Regions from separate parts of the Neogale vison genome. Here region 1 is linked to region 2. Evidence: chromatin contacts called from public Hi-C data. All regions are on one chromosome and are shown on one strand. Each heading gives the region's core, a stretch centred on a gene start, on an enhancer-like site or on the middle of the called end of the contact. The rest is flanking DNA. Distances are from core to core; before and after follow the strand shown. Region 1 holds the start of PARP11 (protein mono-ADP-ribosyltransferase PARP11). Region 2 holds the start of CCND2 (G1/S-specific cyclin-D2).

What was found. A called contact is a pair of places that touch in the nucleus more often than the background predicts.
Region 1: a Hi-C map of fibroblasts shows a contact between it and region 2, with 9 times the contacts expected there. The contact joins the promoter of PARP11 here to the promoter of CCND2 in region 2. A contact is called at or near these places in 2 of 3 Hi-C or Micro-C datasets (fibroblasts and muscle).

Annotation. Positions count from the first base shown.
Region 1 is chr12:104,506,805-104,513,481 of ASM_NN_V1, reverse strand. PARP11 (protein mono-ADP-ribosyltransferase PARP11) reads right to left here and starts at 1,261. Exons shown (of 9, transcript XM_044229273.1): 1 at 1,062-1,261.
Region 2 is chr12:104,125,608-104,132,886 of ASM_NN_V1, reverse strand. CCND2 (G1/S-specific cyclin-D2) reads left to right here and starts at 1,552. Exons shown (of 5, transcript XM_044229201.1): 1 at 1,552-2,069; 2 at 3,903-4,118; 3 at 6,732-6,891. The coding sequence starts at 1,875.

The DNA of each region.
Region 1 (6,677 bases), core at 12-2,511, 380 kb before region 2:
GATGCGACCACAGTGTGCAAGCAACGAGCGCGGACCCAGAGACCAGTTCCCGCTGGGTAGAAACTCAAAAACATGTAACAGAATGAACTGATCAACACTCCAACTCATCTGGAAACAGAGTCCAGAAATGGGAAACAAACAAACAAGTATCGATTAGAGCCAAAGCGTACTGCGAGCACGAAAACCGGGAGGCAAGCGCATCTGAGCAGTGATCTCGGCACACGGCAGCTTCCCACACTCGGCCCGACCGTTTGGCCGAACCGGGACTCGGCCGCCTCCCCAGGCCGCTCCCGAGCTGCACCCCGGCCATGTTACTAGGCGATGTCAACCCTAACAAGAGATGAATGGAATGCTCTGGGCAAACGGATTCCACGCTGGCGAGAGCGGCACCCGAAGGAACGCAGAAAAAACAAAGCGGACGAGAATACAGGCAGACGCCCCGCCAACCCGGGGGTCAAACGAGGAGCAGGGAGACAAGACTTGCAGTTGGAAAGTTCCAGGTCCTCCGGGCCGTCCACTGGGGAGAAAAAAAAATCTAAGAACTTCACCCTCTACAGGCTTAGAACCTACACTCGGTTCCCCCCACCCCCAAGTTTGAAACGGCCGCCCCCCGTGAAGGGAAAAGCAGCAGGGATGGCTCCTCTTAGGCCCCCTCGAGACACGGCGGGCGAACCCCTCGCTTTAGGTGGCTGGGACTGGGCAGGTACCCCTGGGGCACCGGCAGAGGAACCGGTCTCCAGCCCCGGAACTCCGATGAGGAAGCAAAACACAGAGTTTTAAAAAGACGGTGAACGCGGGCGGGAGGCCGAGGCGGAGAAACCACAGCACGTCAAGTCAGTAACTGTAACACAGAGCGAGAAGGCGTTGGACAACCCCCCGAGCCATCTCCGCCGCTCAAAAGCCAGAGACGACAGAAGCCGCAAGGGCCAGGATCTTCGGGGCCCCGGAACTCAACACCCAGCCCGAAGCGGGTGAGGGGGAGCAGTTCCCGGGAACCCCCTCCCGCCCCTCTCTCCTCAACCCCGCCCATTGGGTCCGCCCCGTCCCGCCCGGCTACTCACCGGATTCGCTTCCCACATAACGGTGGCGAAATCGAGCGGAGAGAGCCTGGGGGAAGGGGCTAGCCGCGGGGTCAGGGTGTTGGGTTTTTTCCGAGGGTCCCCGGGAGCGAAGGGATGGAGAGGCAACCTTTATGTAGGCCTTCCTTCTACCCCGCCCTGTCACAAGCCAGCGTCTTCGGACCACCGACCCTCCCGACTTCCGCCCGAAGCTAGCCAACCAGCGCTGGCCCCGCCCCGCCCCCCGGAAGCTCGTTCCGCCCCAGCCACTCCCTTCCGGGCTGGGGGGAGGGGGCGGGTCCTAATGGGCGGGGCTTGTGGGTATCTTGATGGTAAGGGAGTTTAAAGGGCTTCTTCTCCGCTCTACCCCTCCGGTGCTCTGTCCCCACCGCAACGTCCCTGGCAACTGATCCTCAAGCCGCGGCTGGTTGAGTTTCGTCCGGTGTTTATTAATCACTGTATAGTGAGTGTAGCGGCCAAGAGTCGGGCCAGGGAATTAATTCCAGCGGGGCCAATGGCTTTTGGGACAAACTTGACTATTTTTCAATTTCCTCATCTTCAGAAAGGAGGGAATAATGGCATCCACCTAACGGTGTGGTGAGATCATTTAAAATACCAGCCACAGTATTTGGCATGCAGTAGGGGCGCAATAAGCGACAGTTATTTCCCGGACACCGTAGTAGGCTCTGGAACGCTAGACCCTTACGCAGTCCGGGCCCTCACGGAGCTTAGAGTCCAGGGGGAAAACAAAAAACTAAAACTCGGTAATTTGATAAATAAAGAAGTACAGTATGGTTTGTAGGTACAAAGGTAAGTACAGGGTTCAGTGAGAGCATGGTTATCTAGGCTAGGGTGTCTGCTTTCCCGCCGCCCCCCTGCAGAGTCTAAGCAAGACCTCAAGGGTGCACTGTTGAACATACCTGGATAAAGAGCTCTAAGAAATGAGGAGACTCTTCTAGGGGGGAAAAAAAGAAAAAAAAATCTACCCAGGGAAAAGGAAAAAGAAACACTTTGTCATATATCCTACTGGGCTTTTCCACAGCTCCACACATTAAAAAAAAAAAAAAAAAAAAAAGTTAAAGAAAACCTACAGATTTAAAATACGATTCTTGGGGCACCTGGGTGGCTCAGATGGTTAAGTGTCAGCCTTTTGCTGGGGTCATGATCCCAGGGTGGTGGGATTGAGCCCTGTGTAGGCTCTCTCTGCCGGCTTGGTGGAGGAGCCTGCTTCTCCCTCTCCTACTGCTCCCCCTGCTGTGCTCTCTCGCTCTCTCTGTCAAATAAATAAATAAAATATTTTTTAAAATTAAAATAAAAAAAAAAAACGTGATTCTTTCACTTACTATCATGTGGATAGCCTTCACTCCAATATATGTGAATCTATTTCATCATTTTGAAGTACACTCATCACAGCCCAAGGTTTGTATGTATATCTTGCACACACACTTGAAATAATCCATTGTGGCAGACATTTAAGTGGTTTTCAACTTTTTACTACTCTAGAAAGTGCAGCAAAAAACTTTATTGTATAGACGTTTCTGTGCATTTGTCCATTTACCTCACTGGAATTAGTTCTTCTAATTCCAATTAAGAATTGGAAGCGCCTGGGTGGCTCAGTTGGGTAAACTTCTGGCTCTTGGTTTCAGTGCAGGTCATCGTCTCAGCATCCTGAGATCAAGCCCTACTTGGGGCTTGTCCCCCTACGTCCCCCTCTTGCTCATGCACATACTCGCATTCCCTCTCTGTCTTAATAAATAAACAAATAAATAAATAGGATCACTTAATAGGAGATTATAGAAATCTCAAATTTTAATATATTTTGCCAAACTATATACTCAAGAAGAATGTGTAAATTTGAAATCTCAGATTTTTTCTTGTAAATGGATTGAGAGGTTTCTTCATTTTTTTCCCCCCACTTTACTGATTGATTGTGTGCATATCTGTTTCTGAACACTCTGGTCTCTTCTACCAGCTATCTGCTTATTTCTGTGCTATGTCACAGTTATTTTCAAAATTTTTTTTATTATGTTCAGTTAGCCATCATATAGAACATTATTAGTTTTTTATGTAGTGTTCAACGATTCATTAGTTGTATGTCACACCCAGTGCACATCACCACATGTGCCCTCCTTAATACCCATATCCCGGCTACCCAGTCCCCTACACCCCTCCCCTCTGAAACCCTTAGTTTGCTTCCCCGGAGTCTATAGTCTCTCATGGTTTGTGCTATGTCACATTTATATCATTGTAGCTTCATAATATATTTGCTGTTTCATAAAGCAAGTTCTCTCCTAAATCTCTTCTTCCAAATTTTCAAATTCATGAGTCTGCTCATTCAGGAATACATCTGTTCATGTATTTAGGTATTTTTTATTTCAAAGACATAAAAATCTCTTTACAAAGATTTGCACAATTTTTGTGAAGTTTGTTCTTAGAGATTTTATGGTTTTTTGCTATTATTGCAAATGAGATATTTTTCATTACTGTAAATTAGGAAAACTTTGTTCTTATTTATCATTTATTTATCTTGTATCTTAACACACTGAAAATGTCTTATTAGTTCCAATGATTTGCCAGCTGATCTCTCTGAATTTCTATGTCAACAATCATCTCACCTATAATGCAGTTTTCTCTTTTCCTGTTGGATTGGCCAAAACCTCAGAAAACTTTTGAAAAATATAGGACAAGATAATGGGCATTCAGTCTATAATGTATAAGGCAAGCATTGGCCCCTACTTGATTCTTGATATCCTTTAAATACGCTGTTATTTTGGGGTGCCTGGCTGGCTCAGTTGGTGGAGCATGTGACTCTTGATCTCAGGGTTGTGTGTTTGAGCGCCACATCGGGTATAGATTACTTAAAAATAAAATCTTAAAAAAATACACTGTCATCTTTTCTGTTACTAATTTACCATGCAATTTTAATTAGGAAAGGAGGTTAAATTTTATTAACTGTCTCTTAAGTTCTATTACCATATTCACTTTTTACTCTGATTTATTAATATAATGAACTATAGTAGATTTCCTAATGTCCAATCCATCCTTACATTCTTGAAATAAACTCAGCTTTATCATATATTCATTATTCTTTGAATACACTGCCAGATTCAATTCGTTAATCTTTTATTTAGGATTAAATAAAATTTGTCCATGTTTACTGGGGTTTTTTTTGTTTCATGCATTTAACAAGTTTTGTTAAGTGAATAGCAGTAGGTTAAATTATTTAGTTCTTCTTCAAAGGTGGGGATTTTTACAAAGCAAGTTTAACCGGAAAGATTAGGACCAAGTCCTCAAATTTTCAGGGCGTTGGGACTATCCATCATTTTCTTGAAGTCTTGGGATTGCCTGGGCTGGTGGTCAGAGAATGGAATGGAGAAAACACAACGGGTTTGAATATGCATCAGCTCTTAAAATATAAACTGCTATATCTCAAGGTAATATGAAGGGAACATATTTAGTAAACTGAAAATAGCTGTGCAAATTTTAGTATTAATTTTTTCCTTATCATGCCTGAGTTATGACCACAGAGAGAGCAAGAGTGGGAAGGAACCTTGATGATCATTTAGTCCTGGGGTCGTAAACTCATATCTCAAGCACACACAAGAGTACTGAAATTGTTTCGGTAAGTGGCTGCCATCTTCAAAACTGGGAAATTTCACGTGAAATACTGTGGCTCTTCAGCTCCCCTTAGTCACGGCATTTTCACCTATGCCAACAACTGGCCAAAGTCTTGTTGACCCCTTCCCACTAGGAATGGCCTCTCAGGTTGCCTCAGTGGCCAAGCCAGTATCTCTCATCCTTAAATTGCCTCCTGGGACCCTCTGGGTATTTGGAATTGTACTGATAATCCACTTCTTATTTTGCTGGGAAACCCAAAGGATCTGGGACTTTATAAAATATCCTCACAGAAAACAACTGGACTGTACGCTCCCATACCTCTCTCAAGGGTGGGCTCAATCACTCACAGGGGGCTCAGCCTCTCATAGTCTTTCAACAGATGACTCTCTGTCTGAAATTTTCCCTGTCACACCAAGTCCAGCACCGGGAATGCTCCCTTCTGCATCACAACTCTGGGCACAGAGCCACGGCAGTAAAAACTATGAACACTGACCACGGTCACCGGTTTTCTCAGGAAGACCAAACAAACGGAAGACAATTTACTTTATCTCTTGTGTTTTCTCTGTGTGTTCTGGGTGGAGCTGTCTAGAGCCAGGCTAACCCCAGCCCAAGGATTCTGAGCGATTGAGGTCCCCCTTCCACCTGGTTGAGTTTATTAGCTCTTTGAATGCCAGGAGAGGAGGGAGGAAATGCCTGAGGGGAAAGGAGGGAGGCGTAGAAAAGGAGCAGTGGAGACCTATCACTGGAAAGCACGAAAATAATCGGAAAACCAGTAGCTGAGCGGCCAAGCGAATTTGTGCAAACCAGATCAATCTTACCTACAGACAATAGGAAGAGGACGGAAAACCGGGCAAGTGGTGAGAGGCAAGATATGGCATCGCTTGTCGTTTTAATGTCATTTTCTCTAGCTGTTTTTATTATTAAAAGCCCCATTTAGGGCCAGAAATAGGGGAGCCCTAGAAATGCATATGGAAGGCAAGCTTGGATTTGACAGAAAGGAGGAGCTGGAGACCGGAAGAAGGCGCAAAAGGAGAGCTGAGGGGCCACAAGAGGGTACAGGGAGTGAAGGAGAAAAAAGCTGCATTTGTGCCCATCGGCCTTGAATATAAAGACCCAGCCTCGGTCTGAAAAAGAGCCAACAATGAGGCAGCCCCAGAATCAGCCCTGCTGTTGAAGTCTGACGCGTTAACAACCCCAGCAGGAATTAAGAGGTAAAATAAGCAGATGAAACATTTGCTGAAGCCGAGATAAGCATTCCTGGGAAGGAATTTTTCAAAAAATCAAAATGAATCCTATAAGTCTTCCTAATTAGGAAACATGACCAGAAATTAAATTCAACCGAAAAAAAAAAATGAAGTGCTAAAGAACTCACCCACTAAATGGCCAGGCTCTATTGAAAATACCACTGATTATTAGTTTTAGCTGCTCAGGGAAATTATCTAAGGCACAATGATGGGCATCAACATGCAGCTCACAGCAGCAGTCAAAAGCAGCAGCTGAGACGTGTGGCCATCCTAATTAGAGGATGGAGAGTCTGAAAAGGCTCTGGAGCTGTGACATTCCTGGCTGGGGCTTTCCTTCCAGGAATGCCACATTAAGGGTTTGGTCATCGCATTGTAAAGAAGGACTTAATAGGACCTATCCGGAAAGGGGCAACAGAAATGACTTAGAAAACGAGTGTGAGAAGCTTTGAGGTTAAAAGCAGAAAGCAGGAAAACACTTCCATAAGAAATAATTTTTTAAAAATCCGGAGAGAGGGAGGCAAGGAAAAGCCTTTGGTGGTAGAAAGAGCGGGCCGGAGGGTGTCCTGCCCACATGAGGTCATTCCAGGCATGTGGGGCTGACGCCTGTTCCTAATGAGCAGGGAGGTCAAGAAATTACAACAGATTATCTAATATGAATTGCTCTTCAATTCTTCATTCAACAAATATTTACCAACCTCCCTCCACATCCCAGCACTGTCTCTAGCCTTTTAAGATACGTCAGGGAGCAAAATAGAGA
Region 2 (7,279 bases), core at 303-2,802:
GCCCCACCCTCGTTTAAAGGGGCTGGCCTCAGGGCCTGAGTTAATCGCTAGCACCTCTGGTTTATTCACTCCCCGCCTTCTCTATTCCACTCTCCCCCCCCCCCTTTCAGGGAACCGAGTGTACAACTCACCCAGCGCACCCCCACCCCGCTCTCCACGCCCCGGTTCGGGCCCCCTTTCTCGGTGAAGGAGGTGCTCGGTCGATCACGGTGTGTCCCGAGCCCTGACCCACGCCATGCTCCCTGCACGTGCCAGCTGGGCCAACTTGCTGGGGTCTCTGGGGTCTGTCCCCTTCCCCCCAAAGTGAAATTACACTGAAAGTTGGGGGGCGGGGTGGAGGGAGGAAGGAGGTAAGGAAACGCCACCATATCCCCTGTAAAAGCAGCCTTGACCCCGGGATGCATTTGAGCACATGTCAGAGCCGACTGCGCGGGCAGCATCTCCATCGTAATCCCGCTCCCCGGGAGAAAGCCCCGGCTGGCGGGTGAGGCGTGAACCCAAGGGGTCGGCGAGGATGCCAGCGAAGGACCCAGGGTGGAAGTCTTGGGCCTCCGGGGAAAGGAAGGGGTGGTGTTGTTTGCGCAGGGGGAGAGAGGGGGAGCCAAACCTAATCCCTCCCTCGCCCCCCCTCCCATCCCCTCCCCCTCCCGGGCTATTTCCTAGAAAGCTGTATCAGTGTGGCCACGCTCGGCGCAGACACCTCGGGCGGCTTGTCAGCAGATGCAGGGGCGAGGAAGCGGGTTTTTCCTGCGTGGCCGCGGGCCGCGGAGGAACCGATGGTAGCCCTGCTCCCCACCCCCCGGCCTGCGGCAACCCAGGGCGCCTCTCCGCTGCTCCCCGTGGCGCCTGTAGCGCCCCCAAGAAGGGGAGGGTTTCTGCTCTAGGGTCACATTCTATCACGTCGGAGAAGCCGCCCCCTCCCTCCTAACACCCACCCCTTCCTCTTCTTCCTCTCCACACACACAAGCGGGGGTGGGGGGGGGGGACACTGTTCTGGTCCCTTTAATCGAGCTTTTGAAACAGCCTTGAAGTGATCAGGAACTCAAACGTCCGGACAGAGCCTTTATCTCTGGATAGCCAAGGTTGCTATTTTCTAAAATCGCTTTCCTTAGTCTTCACTTAAGGGGTCTGTTTCTAAATTGCCTGAGCCTACCCCATCTTCAAGCGACCTACCCCTCATTCTCGGATCCTACATACATGGGCAGGAGTAGAAAGATCAATTTTGAGAAACCAAAGTTGGAAGGTCGTATTTTGGCACGATACACTCACAGAATGTGCGAAATTAGAGGGAATAAATAGAAATCGGTGTGTTTTTTTGTGGGTTCCCCTATCGGGGCCCCTGGCATGCAGGGCTGGATAGAGGGAGAGGGCCTCGGAGAGCTAAGGAGAGGGGTGGGGGGGCGGGGGACCGCGTTTGAAGTTAGGTCGGGCCAGCTGCTGTTCTCCTTAATAACAAGAGGGGAAAGGAGGGAGGGAGGGAGAGATTGAAAGGAGGAGGGGAGGGACGGGGGGGAGGGAAGGGGAGGAGGAACCGGAGAGGGGAGCGAAGCGAGAGGGAGGAGAACTAACTGCCCAGCCAGTTTGCGTCACTGCCTCGCAGAGCAGAGAAGAGCGAGCAGGGGAGAGCGAGACAAGTTTGAAGGGGAGGGCAGGCAGAGTTAGCAGCCCCCGAGGCTCTCCTCTCCCACCGCCCATCCCTTTCCTCTCTTCTCCCCCAGCCTCTCTCTCTCTCTGCCCCATAACTTTTCTCTCGAAAAGTCCCTATTTAGCCAAAGGAAGGAGGTAAGGGGAACCCTCTCCCCTCCCCCCTCCCAAAACCCCCCAACTTTTCCAGTCCGGAGAAAGCAGGGGAGCGAGCGGGCGCCCGGCTGGCCATGGAGCTGCTGTGCTGCGAGGTAGACCCGGTCCGCAGGGCCGTGCCAGACGCCAACCTGCTATACGACGACCGCGTTTTGCAGAACTTGCTCACCATCGAGGAGCGCTACCTTCCCCAGTGCTCCTACTTCAAATGCGTGCAGAAGGATATCCAGCCCTATATGCGCAGGATGGTGGCCACCTGGATGCTGGAGGTAAGTCTGCAGACAGACTCTGTCTGTCCCCATCCGAATACTCGGCCACCCCCCCCACCCCGCAGGGGACCCTAAAACTGGGAGAGGGCAGGCTCCGCGCTCGCCTCTCCGCTCCCGTGCGCGAGTTTACCCCGCGCCCTTTGGCGAGACGCGTGGCTACGTTTCTGTTCCCTGCAGGATGCAAGACTGACTGGGGGAGGGAAGGGGGAAAAGGGAGGGGGGAGGAAAATCTGGGAGAAATGAGGCTGTCCTGGGGCGGGGGTGGGGGAGCATCCCGCGCGCGTGTGCCTGCATGTGGCTGCCTCTTCTTCCCACCCCCATCCCGACCTGTCTTTGGCGAAGCCGCGGCTGCTTACGGTGCAGTGAAGAAGGGAGCAAGAGTGTGAAATCGGGGGCCCCAACGTAAAAAAAAGCAGCCCCCCAAAGGCCAGAGCAAATTCGCCCTAGCTTCAGGTCCCCGCATGTGGTCGCGACTCCGCGTTGGCACTTAAGGGGGGGGGAGGGAGGGGGAGGAGGGAGGAGGAGAGAAACGGAGAATTCAGGAGCCCCGGAAGTCGCAATGAAGAAACGTGTGTTTTAGGGGAACCCAAAAGAACCACTTATTTACCCTTGCTCCAAATCTTTGCCGAGCAAGCCGTGTGCCCACGTATGCACAGCTCTGGACCTGTCGTGGTTTCGCCATGTTGCTTTGCAAACTCCGGTTGGAAAGGCTGGAAAACGTCGCCCGCCCCCCCCGCACCCCGTTATCCCGGCCACCCCACTTGTAATAGTGCCCTCTCCCCCAACCCCCACCTCACGAAGGTTACTTACAGTTTAGCTTTCCAGGTTCCTCGGTGCGGAGATTTGGGTGGGGTAGGAAGGGGGGGAGGAGGTGTGTGTAGGGGGGGATGTCGGGGAACCCCTAAAGGAGAGGTCAGAGTCCCCCGTGCCTCTCTCCGGCTGCTCCCCGTTCCTCGGCTTTCCCCCAGCTCGGCACCACGGTCCCCAGTTTCTGCCCTTGTGGGCCGCAGCCGGACACTCCCGCCGCGGCGCTCACCCCTCCAAGTTTCCCCTCGGGATCCAAAGCCCTAGGGGTCAAGATACAGACCTTTCCGGCACCCGAAACCTCCGTTTCGGGAAGCCTGGATCCTCTTTGGGGTTTTCACGCCAAAACGGCTTTTCTAGGATATTTCCTCGATTTTTAATTATTTTTTGAAACCGTCTCCCCATGCTCCGAGTCCAGCCGCCGAGGCTGCGGCGCTTCCTCCTCTCCTCCCTCCCCCTCTCTTCCCCACCTCTCCCCACCCACCCCCCCAATAGCGGCGTCTGGGTCGCAGGGACCCCCCCGGACATTTTTTCCAATTGTCGGGAATGATAGAGCAGGGTCTGGGGGTCCGAATGAGACCAAGAAGAAGACCCCCGGAGCTTTCAGAATATTTTTATTGATTTTTTGAAAAGATGACGAAATCCAAAAAAGAGAGTGTGAGTGAGTTAGAGTGAGCAAAGAAGTCAGTAGCCAAAGGGAGCGTCGCCGAGCCGGGCGGCTACTGCGCATTTGTTTGCCTCCCGGGTTCGGATCTTCCATTCACCTCCTTTTTTATGTTCCTGGGGAACACCCCAGGGCGGATGGACTCTCTAGATTTTCTCCGTTTTCCTCGTCTTTATTCTTATCACATATTCTACTCCCCTCCCCCTCCCCACTCAAAAATTAAATATTTTTGCTTCTTTCCATAGGTTATGCCTTTTCTTTTCTTTCTTTTTCTTTTTCTTTCTTTTCTTTTTTTTTTTTTTTTTGTCTTTTCCTGGTACTATTCCCTTCACCCCCCCTCAACCCTTTCCCGGCTCCCATTGTAGGTCTGCGAGGAACAGAAGTGTGAAGAGGAGGTCTTCCCTTTGGCCATGAATTACCTGGACCGCTTCTTGGCTGGGGTCCCAACTCCTAAGACCCATCTGCAGCTCCTGGGGGCTGTGTGCATGTTCCTGGCCTCCAAGCTCAAAGAGACTATCCCTCTGACGGCAGAGAAGTTGTGCATTTATACTGACAACTCCATCAAGCCTCAGGAGCTGCTGGTAATGACCCTCTCCTTTCTTCCCCCCTTTCTCTTCGTCCTTCCATCTTTGCTCTCTCCAGGCCTGATAAGCTTCTACCCACTGCTCCCCAAACAAATCCTTTGGATCCCAGATTACCACACTGCTGGAATTTTTACATTTTAGGAGACAATGCATTTAATATGATTTCTTTTTTGTTCCTACTGTGTTCCAGGCACTGTGCTAAGCACTAAGGTTACATCCATGAATAAGATCCCCCGAGACATTTGTGTTGGTGAAATTCATTTGCAGTTGTGTGCCCTTGTGTGCGTGCATGTGTGTGTGGTGTGTGTAGGGGAGACTTGGGACACAGCGATAACATTTTAATTAAATTCAAATTTTCAACCACAGAATTCTGAGAAATAGTTCAACTTCTCACATGGTAGGAATGTCTTCACATGATAGTGTTTTGTGATGTGTCTCCTAAGAATCCAGAGTTCAAAAGTCCTATGAAGTCTCAAGATCCCGAAAGATACCTGTACATAGTAGATGTTCACTAAATATCATCAAATTGACTTTTGACCCAAGTCCAAATTTGGTGTTTTATTGGAGGAATCTGAGGCCTGGGTTACTAGCTCCAGTGGGGTGGTGACCTCTGTCCCATGACAGGGGTCTTCTCTTGACTCTGGTTTTCTACCAGCAAAGCCCCCCTCTCCCACCCGTCTTTTTCCCTGTGGCTTCACACTTTAGGCATCCATGTTGCAGCAGTGTGGAACGGTAGGGTGGCTCCCAGGCCCACCTTCCGTGGTCTGCACACCTTTCTCTGCACTGTTCGCAAAAGGGGGCCCCCTCTGACCGCCCCTCCCCCTCTTCACTGGCGAGGCCTGCACAAAGTCCACAGGGCTCCGACAGGCTGGTAGAACTGAGCTCTTTGTGAGAGGCCTCCCTTTCTGGGGCTGTGCTGCCATCTAGTGTCAGACATGTGCAAGGACGGGGGAGGAATTGCGGAGAATGTCGAGAGAGGGGGCATGAATGACTTCACCTTTGAACCGCTGCCAGATTTCAGCTGCTTCTGGTTTGGTCTGGGAGGCCCAGAAAGGTGCTTTCTTCTGGGAGATCTGCTTCCTTTAATAATAGTACAAGAAGAGTGTTTTAGATTCACATTCCCCTGTGAGAAGAAAGGGCTGGAATTTCAAGCCATCTTAGAAGACACGGGCTGTTTAGTAATTTTGTCTTTTTTTCCTCCCCCCACCCCACACCCCAACCCTCTGTAAAAAGCCAAGGCGGACTTTAAAGTATGTAAAGAAATTGTTAGAATTCATTACTAGTTTGTTTTTCTCATGGGAGACCAGGAAAATGAATCTTCCATTTGGTTTGTTTATTTCAACATGATGGTGGACAATGGTGTTTTTCAGGACACCCCAGTTTTTTCCAGGACCAGCCAAGCTAATGAATATTGCTCCACAAAACCCTGCCTGTGTTTTCCATTCCCCATCTCTTTCTCCCAGAAGCTGGGATCCGGAGAAGTCCTAGTTTACACTGGAGAAAGCTGGGGTCCAGCAAGGGGAAGGGAGTTGCCCCGGACCACAAAGCCTCTTCGTCCTTCAGGAGGGGGCTGGGGCTCTGGTTCCTGGCTTAGCAGATGGAAGAGAGCCTGGGGGGTTTTAGAGCAAATGCGGGAGCAGGGTGGTTTCCGCCTCTCTTTCTTCTGAAGACAATTAATTGGATAGGCCCGTTTTTTCCCTCTGAGGGCACATACTTTTAGGGTTTCTTTTTGGCTTGTTTTACTTTCAGCACAAGTCCCCAAATATACCCCGATAAGGGATAGAAGAAGTTGGGCTTCTGGTGAGAAGAAGCCCGTAAGAGTCGGGGTTGCATTGTCCCCCCTTGGCATTGAACGGAGGGATTCCGTGGACCGTGCACAAGCATTTTCACTTTGCCCCAATCACCTCCTGCTGCAACATGGGGTTGCTAATGACCATCCAGTGGGTCCTTAAGTCACGATGACAAAGGCCTATGAAACATTTAGGTGAAAGGGCACTCTGTGGCTGGGTGTCTTTTCCCCAGGACTTCCGCATTATGCATGGAGGAGAAAGTTTTGAAGCAGATTAGAATGGCACTTTTTGGCACCAGCTATAAGGCAGCTGATTGGTTGCCCAGAAGTTGGGCCCAGGAACCTTAGTTTGACCTTTATCTGTGTACATCATTTTCCTGTGAGGATTTTAAAAACTATTAGTCCAGCGATAGAGACATAGACAGCAAATTACTACCTAAGGGCCACCATGACCTTGGCAGTATCTTTTCGCACGTTCAGCTTTCTGGGTGGGCAGGCTTCAGCACTGCCTGCAAGTCAAGGTTGGCCGGGGGTGGGGAAGCCAAGAGGAAAAGAAATAGGAGAAAACAGAGTCTTAGCAGTAGACGCCTGGGTTCTTCCTATTGCCAGTCCTGCCTCCCATTGGAAGCCTAAGAAGAGAGGTCAACAACTACCAAGCTTTGGGGGACACTTGCCAAAGGCCCACCTCCCCATCCAGCAGCATCCTCCTGAGCATCCTTAAAACCGATCTGGATCCCCACCCACCCCGACCCCTGTCCCAGACAGGAAACCAGGTCCACCTTTGGGTTTTATATCCTCTTCCCCCCCCCTCCCTCCCTCAGGAGTGGGAGCTGGTGGTGCTGGGCAAATTGAAGTGGAACCTGGCCGCCGTCACCCCTCACGACTTCATCGAACACATCCTTCGTAAGCTGCCCCAGCCGAGCGAGAAGCTGTCTCTGATCCGCAAGCATGCGCAGACCTTCATTGCTCTGTGTGCCACTGGTAGGAGCAGGCTGGAGCTGGAGGGGGCCTTGGGAGGGGCAGACACCTGCTGAAGAACCCCTTGGGGGGGGGGTCAAGGGCGTAGGGAGGGAGGGAGGATGGGGGTGCTCCCTGGTATGGGCCTGAGGGGCTTAGGAGATGGGCTGTGTTTTCCCGACTATCTGAGCTGGTATATTCTTTTTTTCTCTGCTAAACTCATAAATGGTTTATGACGACAGGTGTGGTAAGGAAAAAAAAAATACGGCCTATAAAAATAATTCTTTATGATGTCTAAAGTGCTCTTTGAAGATTATATATACTGCTCTCTGGTTGTGTTTAAATCTTTAATCTTTTGAGGAAAAGGATGGCTTGGAGATAAGCCCAAGAGGAAATTTGGGGGTTGGGGGCA